Linked DNA regions of Danio rerio: region 1 is linked to region 2. A link is a contact called in public Hi-C data. All regions are on one chromosome and are shown on one strand. The core of a region is the stretch at or near the end of the contact, and the rest is flanking DNA. Distances in the headings are between cores, read along the strand shown.

What was found. A called contact is a pair of places that touch in the nucleus more often than the background predicts.
Region 1: a contact with region 2 is called in a Hi-C map of embryo, with 2.5 times the contacts expected there. The contact joins two enhancer-like sites. A contact is called at or near these places in 8 of 18 Hi-C or Micro-C datasets (caudal fin, embryo, fibroblasts and 2 more) and 1 of 4 datasets of contacts at active chromatin or transcription factors (caudal fin).

Annotation. Positions count from the first base shown.
Region 1 is chr12:33,212,287-33,217,311 of GRCz12tu, forward strand. The region is part of intron 5 of vti1a (vesicle transport through interaction with t-SNAREs 1A); the gene reads right to left. Among named protein-coding and RNA genes, the nearest start is that of vti1a, 100 kb to the right of the region's middle. Within about 2 kb of position 3,670, at least 31 of the 62 cell types and tissues checked have an H3K27ac peak or open chromatin away from gene starts, as enhancers often do.
Region 2 is chr12:32,813,975-32,819,087 of GRCz12tu, forward strand. No RefSeq gene overlaps it. Among named protein-coding and RNA genes, the nearest start is that of crygmxl2, 77 kb to the left of the region's middle. Within about 2 kb of position 2,112, at least 5 of the 62 cell types and tissues checked have an H3K27ac peak or open chromatin away from gene starts, as enhancers often do.

The DNA.
Region 1 (5,025 bases), core at 2,420-4,919, 400 kb after region 2:
TCATTACATAGCTGTTGGGCTGCACAAGTAATCAACAGACCAACGAGCCCTGGTATGCCACTTTAAATCTGGATCACTTACGGTTAACTCAGAGACTGAAAGCCTAGTGATATTTCCAAGCAGAAGACAAGTCAGCTGTTTGATACCTTTCACATAACAGAAAAACAAAAATATGCTTTAGCATGCCGCTGCAGTTCACAAAAGTAAAAACAGATGGTATGCTTATGTATCAATGCACCATCTTTTCATGTGGCATCCTTTAAAGACAACTTCCTAATCAAACAGCGTTAAAAGAACGCAACACCTGCTAGACTTCATTTCAACAATGATCTTAATAACAATAAGAGCAAAGTGACTAATCTGAATGCACTGATATAAGAGCTGCGCGTGTTAACTAAATATCTGTTTGTGAAACATATCCTCGTAAACATGAGAGGATGTGAGGAAAAACAGAGTGTGTGAAGTGTGCAGATGATCTGTGGCTGGATAAGTAGCTCAAATCAAAGGGCAGGATGGGCCGGAGTTAAGTAGGACAGGGCAGGACCGCTGGGAGGGAGGAAGTTAAAGGAGGGCGAGCGAGATCCAGACACACTGGGACAGAGAAAGAGAGCCGGGCATAAACGTGGTGATCAGGTGCGAGTTCAGAAGAGGCAGCTTCTGTTCACCGTAGTCCTCCAGGACAGACAGGGCCCAGACGGACAGAGCGGTGTTTGGCCCAAATAAATCCAGGTGGCCCAGGATGCTACAGCCACTCCAGATTTCAAATATCGTTTTGTCCTCTCATTTTATTATTATTTTTATTTCTTATTTTTGTCAAGATTCATCGTTTGTTTTGGTGACAAAGTATCGTTGGGTCTGGTAAACATTCTGAAATAATATTTTTGATATAACACATGCACAAAACACTTCATTTGTACACATAACACCTAATTATTTGGCCGTCTTGAGACTTCTTTCCTGACTATTTTTATCTGACTAAGTTGATCATGAAAGAAAGCTGGCAATCTCTGGCAGGATGAAGGCTTGGGATTGCATTTTGTTTGTGTGTAATCGAAATGAGTCTGCAGCAGCAGATGGCATTGGGTGTTTCGTGTGAGATTTTTCAGAAAACACCTCACCATGGTCAATGCGGTTATGCATGGCAACTCAACCTTATGGGTTTGTTGATGAAAACAAGTAAGCTGAACACTGGAGAAAAAAAATCTATAGTATGAAAACAACCTTAAAATGCCAGCAAATAAAACTCTTCTCAATCGGTGTATGATTTTAAATGCAGCTGAATAACTTCTTTGTCTTGCTTTAACTCATTATAGTACTTGACCTCTTTTATGCATTTATATTTCAAATGCATTATTTTATATTTATCATTTACGTTCTGTCTTTTTGTACAGTATGGTGAACCTGTGTTGTGTTTATTTGTGATTTGTGGACAAAAAAAATTGAATGAATGAATGAACATACCTAAATTAAAAATATATATATGATTTAATACTGATTTAAGGAAAATTCTATAATGTTAATAATAAATAGAAAGAAGCATTTATATCTGCATGGATTACTAATATATATATATATATATATATATATATATATATATATATATATATATATATATATATATATATATATATATATATATATATATATATTTACAATTTATTTTATAATTGTATTGAATCATCTGGCAAACATCATAAGCAATCAAGGGAACAAATCAGATAAATGTTTCGAATAAATTATGTTCAATAAATTAGAACGCTGAAATGTAAGAGTTTCTTTGCCTCCAGTTATAATACTTGCAAAAAATAAAACAATCACTTATTTTCAACCTCCAATTCTCCCTTATGCTTCAGTTAGATGTGATTATTAGCGGAATTCCACCAATTTAATTTAAGTCAAATTCAGATTTCTATACAAACTAGGGCTAAACAATATACTGTATCGTATCAGCATATCGCCAATGTGCAAATCCACTATAGACAAATAGCAAAGATATGCAAAGTCGAGTCTGAATTATAGTTATCCAGGAGCTACAAAATTGCATTTAATTACAGTATTTTTATATAATGTATATATTTTATGCAAAAAAAAAAAAACATTTATTACTTAGAATTTTTGTCTTGTTTCTTGTCCAAATATCTACATTTTAAAGCAAAAACAAGCTAAATTTCACTTACCTCACAGGCAGAGCATTTCCTTAAAAAAATAAAAAAAATAAATAAAAAAAACCTCAATTTTCACTCATTTTTTTCTGAATGTGAAAACTAAACAATATTTTTAGTTGGTCAAAGAATGTTTTTGATATATGGACTTGAAACAAGACAAAAAGTAAGAAAAGCTTTTATTTTATATATTTTTTTCATTGTTATTATTCAATTTCTATACTGGAATACTGTTAGACTCCCCAGAAAACCATCAAAAATAGCTGTTCAAACAACCTTGTGAAACTGTATTAATATCGCAATATTGCAGAAAAATAAAATATCGCAATTTCAGATCATTCCAATATCGTGCAGCCCAAATACAAACGATCATCCTTAAAAGAAATCCTTACACAATATTAACCACCAATTAATTTAGACAAAGACTACTGCTGTATGTATTGTAATTTTAAAAAGCAGCAACAATACACTAATATCTGCCTTAAATATAGATTAATAATTTCATAAAGCAATTTAAATAATGCACAAATGTTAAGAACCCATTTTCAGCTTAAAACACATACATACACTGTAAAAAAGTGCTGGGTTTCACACAACTTCATGTTGACCAAACACAAAACGATTAATTTAACATAAAATAAGTTTTTGCAAATTTAAGTGGACTGAACATAAAACAATTAAGCTGTCCCAAAAACCTGACACAAGAATTGTGGTGATTCGACTCATTTTAAATAAGTAGTTTAAAAAATCATTATTTTTAAGTGTACACAAGACGCCTCATCTAATATTTTTAGATCAACAGAAATTCAACACAGACTTAAAAGCTTTTTGTTAATAATTTAGAGGTTAACGCAGTAGTCAACATCTATCAATCTACATTAAAAAAAAAAAAACATAAAAGGATTTCCTTGATTCTATTTTGCAATTTAATTATGACCTTAAGTGAAATCACTAAAACAATTAAGCCCATTACCACAAGACAATAATTTTGCTCAAATCAACCTCATCTATATTTTAACCTATTCTAAACGACTCAAATCAAGTGTGGACACCATGAATAACAGAGTAAAAAATTGAATAATACAAATGAATGTGAAAGTTTTCATCGAGCAATGGCATCATGTTCAATTCAAACAAACTTCATAGGTGAGGTGACAAATCTAGTCTGGTCCCTTTTTTTAAAGAGGGAATAATAATAGCTGAAATATCATGCTGCTGATGTTCAGTATCGCCCCTACATACAGATCTGAAAATACTGATGCTCTCAGCAGGGATTCAGCAGTGCACACAAACACACTCCCTCTCAAACACGCACATAAAAAAAAACACTGTGCTAAATAAATAAAACTCAAATGAGCTCCTAGAGTTGCGAGCAAAGCTTATCTTTTCAGGAACTTTCAGCACCAGGAGAAACATCCAAAGACTGGAGCAGAGAGAGAGGCGAGCGGTGGAGGCCTCTTGTGCCCCAGTGTGGAGACTATTCTCTGAGAAGGTCTCTTTTTTTTAACGGTGGCTCAAGGGCGCAGCCTATCTGCCAATCTGTAGACTGCAGGAGTCTCTCTACATTTAATACAAGGTAGATTCATTTATGGGAGTCAAAACTGCCATGGCCAAGCAAAAAGTAAAAGAAGTTGCATTTTGAGGTGCAATATAATTACAAATATTTGAAAACATAAAATAATAAATACGTTTGTTTGTAAGTAATGTTGTACATTAGATCCGAGTGCAATACATTTACTTAAGAAAATACACAAAATTATTAGAAACTTACATATAAAATACATATTGTATAGGCTAGTAAATACTCTTTAAAACCTAGAAAATTAAACAAAAGTAAACAAATATATTTTACTCACACTAGACTTTAGAGTTACACCTAATAATAAAAATAACATGACTTTTATTAAAGATTTAATTGGTTTAAAGCTGTTTAATTTTGAAAGTTAACTTCTGCTGTACACTTATTATATCCAAGCATTATGAGGTGCAATATAAATCTATGCATTTTCAAGATGCAAAAAGTACAGTAAGACATTTTGTAAAGTGTTTTTTTTTAACTCAAATTACACTTATCAATAAGACATGCAAGATCAATTTTATTACATTATATAACAAATTGAGCTGCTTTAATGCAAGTTTTCTCTTTTGAAACAGAAATTTTATTGTAGTTTAAGTAAGTCAGTTGTATATTAATGTGTAATTATAATTTTATATTATTATTTTGTACATTCAAAGAAACTAAGCCCATTGTATAGATGTTTTTCAAATGGTTTAAGTTCACTTGAAGTGATATCCCACACAAACAAATAAACAAACAAACAAACAAACAAACAAACAAACAAATAAATAAATAAATAAGTAAGTAAATAAATAAATATTTAGTCATTTTATATTAACAAAAGAAGATAATTTTAAAGAATATAAGAAACCACTAATTGACTTCTATAGTAATTCTTTTTCCTATTATGGAAGTCGATAAACACCAGCCTCCTACACTGTAAAAAATGCTGGGTTCCACAATTTATTTAAGTAGTCCCAACACAAATCGATTAAGTTAACGTAACAAATTTAAGTGGAATGAACATAAAACCATTAGGTTTTAGAATAAATATATAAATAATGATGTTATTTCTGCTCATTATAAATAAATAGTTTGAACAATCATTTTCTTAGTGTAAATTCTCCAAAATATCATATTTTCTGTCTATTATGTTTGATAGGAAAAAAAAAATACTCATAAATATTTGCAACTACTCGATGACTAAATGGTGAGTTTTCAATTTGGGGTCAACTATCCCTTTAACCTGTTGGCTTCTGCAATGTAAACAAGACCCAAGAAGCCAACACCATCACTCATATAATG
Region 2 (5,113 bases), core at 862-3,361:
GTATATTTTGATTATAAATCTACAGTTCATTAAATGGCATTACATGTTGCTTTGTATAAGCTATAGGAGATCCAACTGTGTGTCTGAATATGCTAACTTCCATGCTAAATAGAAGTCAAAATGGCATTTGATCATGTTGACTTGATGAGCAGTGTTTTTTAATGTCAACGGAAAGTGTCAGAAAGTTTAAACGACAGAAATTGCTAATTATTATAAGAAAATGCAGGGTTGTCTCAAACTCAACTTTGGGCCAAATGGACAAAACCAACTATTGTTTTTACAGTGTAGCGTTAGTAATTTTGTGAATGAGATTTTAGAGCGTGCTAATGATTAACAATTGCCATAGATCAGTGGTGTTCAAACTCGGTCCTGGAGGGCCGGTGTCCTGCATATTTTAGTTCCAACCCCAATTAAATATACCTGAACCAGCTAATCAAGCTCTTTCTAGGTATACTAGACTTTCAGGCAGGTGTGTTGGACAATACTTAACTAACAATACTTATTGATATTAGAGTGATTTCTGAAGGATCATGTGACTTAAGACTGGAGTAATGATGAAGCTGAAAGTTCATCTTTAAAATCACTAGAATAAATGATTAAATTAAATTATAAAGTACTTTTGAAGAGTTATTTTATAGTGCAATGCCATTTCACAATTGTGCAATTTGTACTGTATTTTTGATTAAATAAAAGCAGCCTCGGTGAGCAGGAGAAGCTTATTTTAAAACACTTAAAAATCCTACTTTGACTGGTAGTGTATATAAAAAAACAGTTCTTGAGTCATTTATTCTACGCACTATGTAAACTACGCACTTCTGTTTCTGTGAGAAAGGAATGATGTGGCAGTTGACTGAATGAAGTGTTCAACATTTAACTCACTCAGTTAAACTTTTTTTTTTAAATTCAGTTAAATAATGCATATTTCAAGTACTTTAAGTAAATGTTTTTCAGTGTGAACACACTATTCACATTATTTCTACTATGAAATAGCATAGAATAGTGCAAAAGTATGAAAAAAATGTTGTATGTCTGAGATTGGGGTCATAAAGGTAATAAAAAATGTGTATAAAAATAAGTGGATATAAAGAAAGCTTGTGTCAGTAGTAGTATTTACAACTTTGTTTGACTTCTTAGAATAAGAAATAAGAAAATAAGGTTTTGTCAGTGTATATCTGGGGATTGAGTCACATTTGTTAGGTACTTTAGGTCTGCATGTGCAAGCACGAGCAAAAGTTGCTGACAGCAGTGCTGAAGTATCTGAATTCTACAGGCTCTTTAAGAATATAAAATAATGTCAACTAAAATAAATTACTTATTTGCAGCTATTTATTTATTTTATAGTGATAAAATGGCTTTATTATTATTATTATTTTTATTTAATTCCAATGCAACACTGAAAGAAAATATTGAAGTGATAAATATGCATACATAAATGAGAGAATTTTAAAATATTGCCATTCACCAAAGTCAGGTTTGAAAGGGAGTTTGATCTAGAGCTTATATATATATAGAGCTTATATATAAAGAGCGTATACATATATACTGTGTGTGTGTGTGTGTGTGTGTGTGTGTGTGTGTGTGTGTGTGTGTGTGTGTGTGTGTGTGTGTGTGTTAATTAAAAAGTGCCGCTTTAGAGCTCATGTTAATCTGTGTTCAGATTAAGATCAAACTTTGACTAAGATTGGAAAACTTGACTTTGGCGCGTGGCAATATAAATTTATAGTGTTCACAGTCTCTCCTCGCTTCATCCATGATCTCTCGGTCTACTTTCTCCTGCTTATTGGATCTGATTTCGAAGATAACTGATTTCTCAAATGCTGGAAAGGTTTTGATGGCCGGAACAGGCCAAGTTTGTCCGAAGATCGCTTCATTGATACAACACAGATGGAGCGCTGATGATTTATAGATCTGACTCCAGCAGCTCGCCAACTGCGCAGCAAGCGGCAAGTTTAGCCCGTTTAGTCTTCACACATTCACCTCTTCTGGTGTCTTTTTCCTTTCTCTTCCTTTCCTTTGTGTTTTATTCTCTCTTTCTCTCCTTTCCATATACCCTCGCCGGTTCCCAGAGTAGCTGTAGGTGTGTGAGCGCCAGAGGCATGAAAAGCGAGACATGTTTTTTTCCTCCGCTGCTTACAAAGAAAGGGCCTCATCCGCGGTATCGCGCCGAGGGATGGAGTCTCTGTGCACCTCCTCAATAAGAACAGGACCGGACTAATATGAAGCCGAGTCTGCCGCTCACATACGCTTATCAGAGGGATTCATTATTTTAGTGAGGCCAGGCTGGACGGTGATAGACAGCGGAATCAGAGATGGACAGGTGGCGGGAGAGAGAGAAAGTCTTACACACCTGTCAGGGGCGATCAACATGGTCCACAATGGAGAACTGTAAACAAGAACGCAGGACAACACACACACACATACACACAAAGAGCAAAAAACAAACAAACCACAAATGCAAAGCACTGGCAGTGACAGATGTTGGCAGGGAATTGGGTGGGAAAAGAAAGACTTTCATTTCTTTCCGCGCTTCATTTGGCTTTCATGGTGCGGATGCTACGAGAGAAAAGATGGGAATAGAGAGCGCCGGCCTGCCTATCTCGCGGCGCACTGGGCTCCAGTCGTAATATCTTCTGGCTGCTCTGCCTTCTGTTGCTTTATCCTCAAATATAAATGGAGGCATTGGTGCCAAGTTAGATTAGAAGCGAAGTGGAAACGTGGAAAAGACAGTTTGTCAGTAATCAGATGTTTGTGTTGGCTTCAGGAGCTATTTTTGTGGCTGTAAATGTGAGCGGTTGCGCTTTGATATTGCCGGACGTTGGGCTGTGGAGAAACAATAGAGATTGTCAAGCCACTGTAGTTCTCAGCTTTATGAGTTGTAGTGCTCTGCTCATCATACACTGTGTTGTGTTTACAAACCTGCATCGTGTCGGACAGAGGAGCAGGATGACAGAGCTTTCCAGAGCTTCAAACAGATCCAGTGTTTTTTTTTCTCTGCAGGTGCTAGATCTGTGTTTCGGACACCTGGTGGCGCTAAAGTACAAGACAAACGCGCCAGTTCTCTATCTGACAAGCTGCTTTAAAGCCCGCGACAACACACCATTCTCACACATCACAAAGAAAATAGACGAGGCCAAAGTTTTTCAACTCCTTTCAAATGGGAATTCCAAGAGATTAGGAAATGACAGTGAGTTATGAACGAAGAAACGTATGAGCATTTTTTAATTGCCATGATAAAAAAATATATAGAATATACTGTTGAAGTCAGAATTATTAGCCCCCCTTTGATTTATTTTTTTAATATTTCCCAAATTATGTTTAACAGAGCAAGGAAATTTTCACAGTATGTCTGATAATATTTTTTCTTATTATTTGCTTTATTTCGGATAGAATAAAATCATTTTTTAATTTTAAAAAGCCATTTTAAGGTCAAAATTATTAGCCCCTTTAAGCTATATATATTTTTTCGATAGTCTGCAGAACAAACCATCGTTATACAATAGCTTTACCCTAACCTGCTAACCTAATAAACCTATAGTTTAGCCGTTAAATGTCACTTTAAGATGTATAGAAGTGTCTTGAAAAATATCTAGTCAAATATTATTTACCCTCATGAAGGCAAAAATTAAACAAATCAGATGTTAGAAATGAGTTATTAAAACTATTATGTTTAGAAATGTATTGAATTTTTTTTCTCTCGGTTAAACAGAAATTGGGGGGAAAATGAACAGGGGGGCTAATAATTGAGGGGGGCTATAATTCTGACTTAATATATATATATATATATATATATATATATATATATATATATATATATATATATATATATATATATATATATATATAATGAAATAATATAATAAATAAATGAAATTAATACACACACACACACACACACACACACAACCCTAACCATGAAAATATAAATACCTACATTTACCACAATTATGTTGATAATATTATTCATTAATTATTTGTAGACTATGATTTCTAGCAAATCACCAATTCTTAATATTAATAATACAATAAACATTAGTTCCTAAATGTAAAAGAACTCTTTGAATAATTGAACAAGATCAATGATAATAATATTTACTATTAAAAATTGATTGTATAATAGATTTGTAAACAGCTATGAATATGTGAACTAACAATAGTCTAAAATGATAAAATAGCATCATTGCATACATTTTTGAAATACTGAAACGTATTTATTCATTCATTTTCTTTTAGACTTACTCCCTTTATTAATCAGGGGTTGCCACAGCAGAATGAACCGCCAACTTGTTCAGCATATGTTTTACGCAGCGGATGCCCTTCTAGATGTAACCCAATACTGAGAAACACCCATACACTCTCATTCACACACATTTAGTTTATTCAATTCACCTGTACCTCAAGTTTTTGAACTGTGAGAGGAAACCGGAGGGCCCGGAGGATATATATATATATATATATATATATATATATATATATATATATATATATATATATATATATATATATATATATATATATATATATATATATATCATAATGAAATATATATATGAATTTATTGTCATGTTTGTCTAGAGATAAATGAAATGTAGTTGTGAAAAAAAAACTTTTACATTATCTGCGCATTATCTTATTATTTTTTTCTGATCAACTATGAAGTAGATAAATTCAAATGCATTATAAATATAAATACATTCAACTTTTCAGTTTACGATGGGAATGTCAATCGTACCTTTAAAAGTCCAATATTAAATCCATTTGAGGTTTTTCAAAAAGGTAGTTCAAAAATAGATAAATATTAGTCTCTTTATTGTTTTTTTTAGTGATAAAGATTTTAAAAATTAAGAACTAACATGATGCCGTGAATAACATTAAAATGCATCACAATATTAATTTCAGACAACAACATAATTGTTATTATTTATTAATTCAATTCATCTTTATTTCTGTAGTGATTTTACAATGTAGATTGTGTCAAAGCAGCTTAACATAGATGTTCTAGTAAATTGAGACTGTGTCAGTCCAGTTTTCAGAGCTGAAGTTTAGTTTAGTTCAGTTCAGTTTGGTTTAATTTTCACTGTTAATCATATATAGTGAGCATCTCCTGAGCATCATC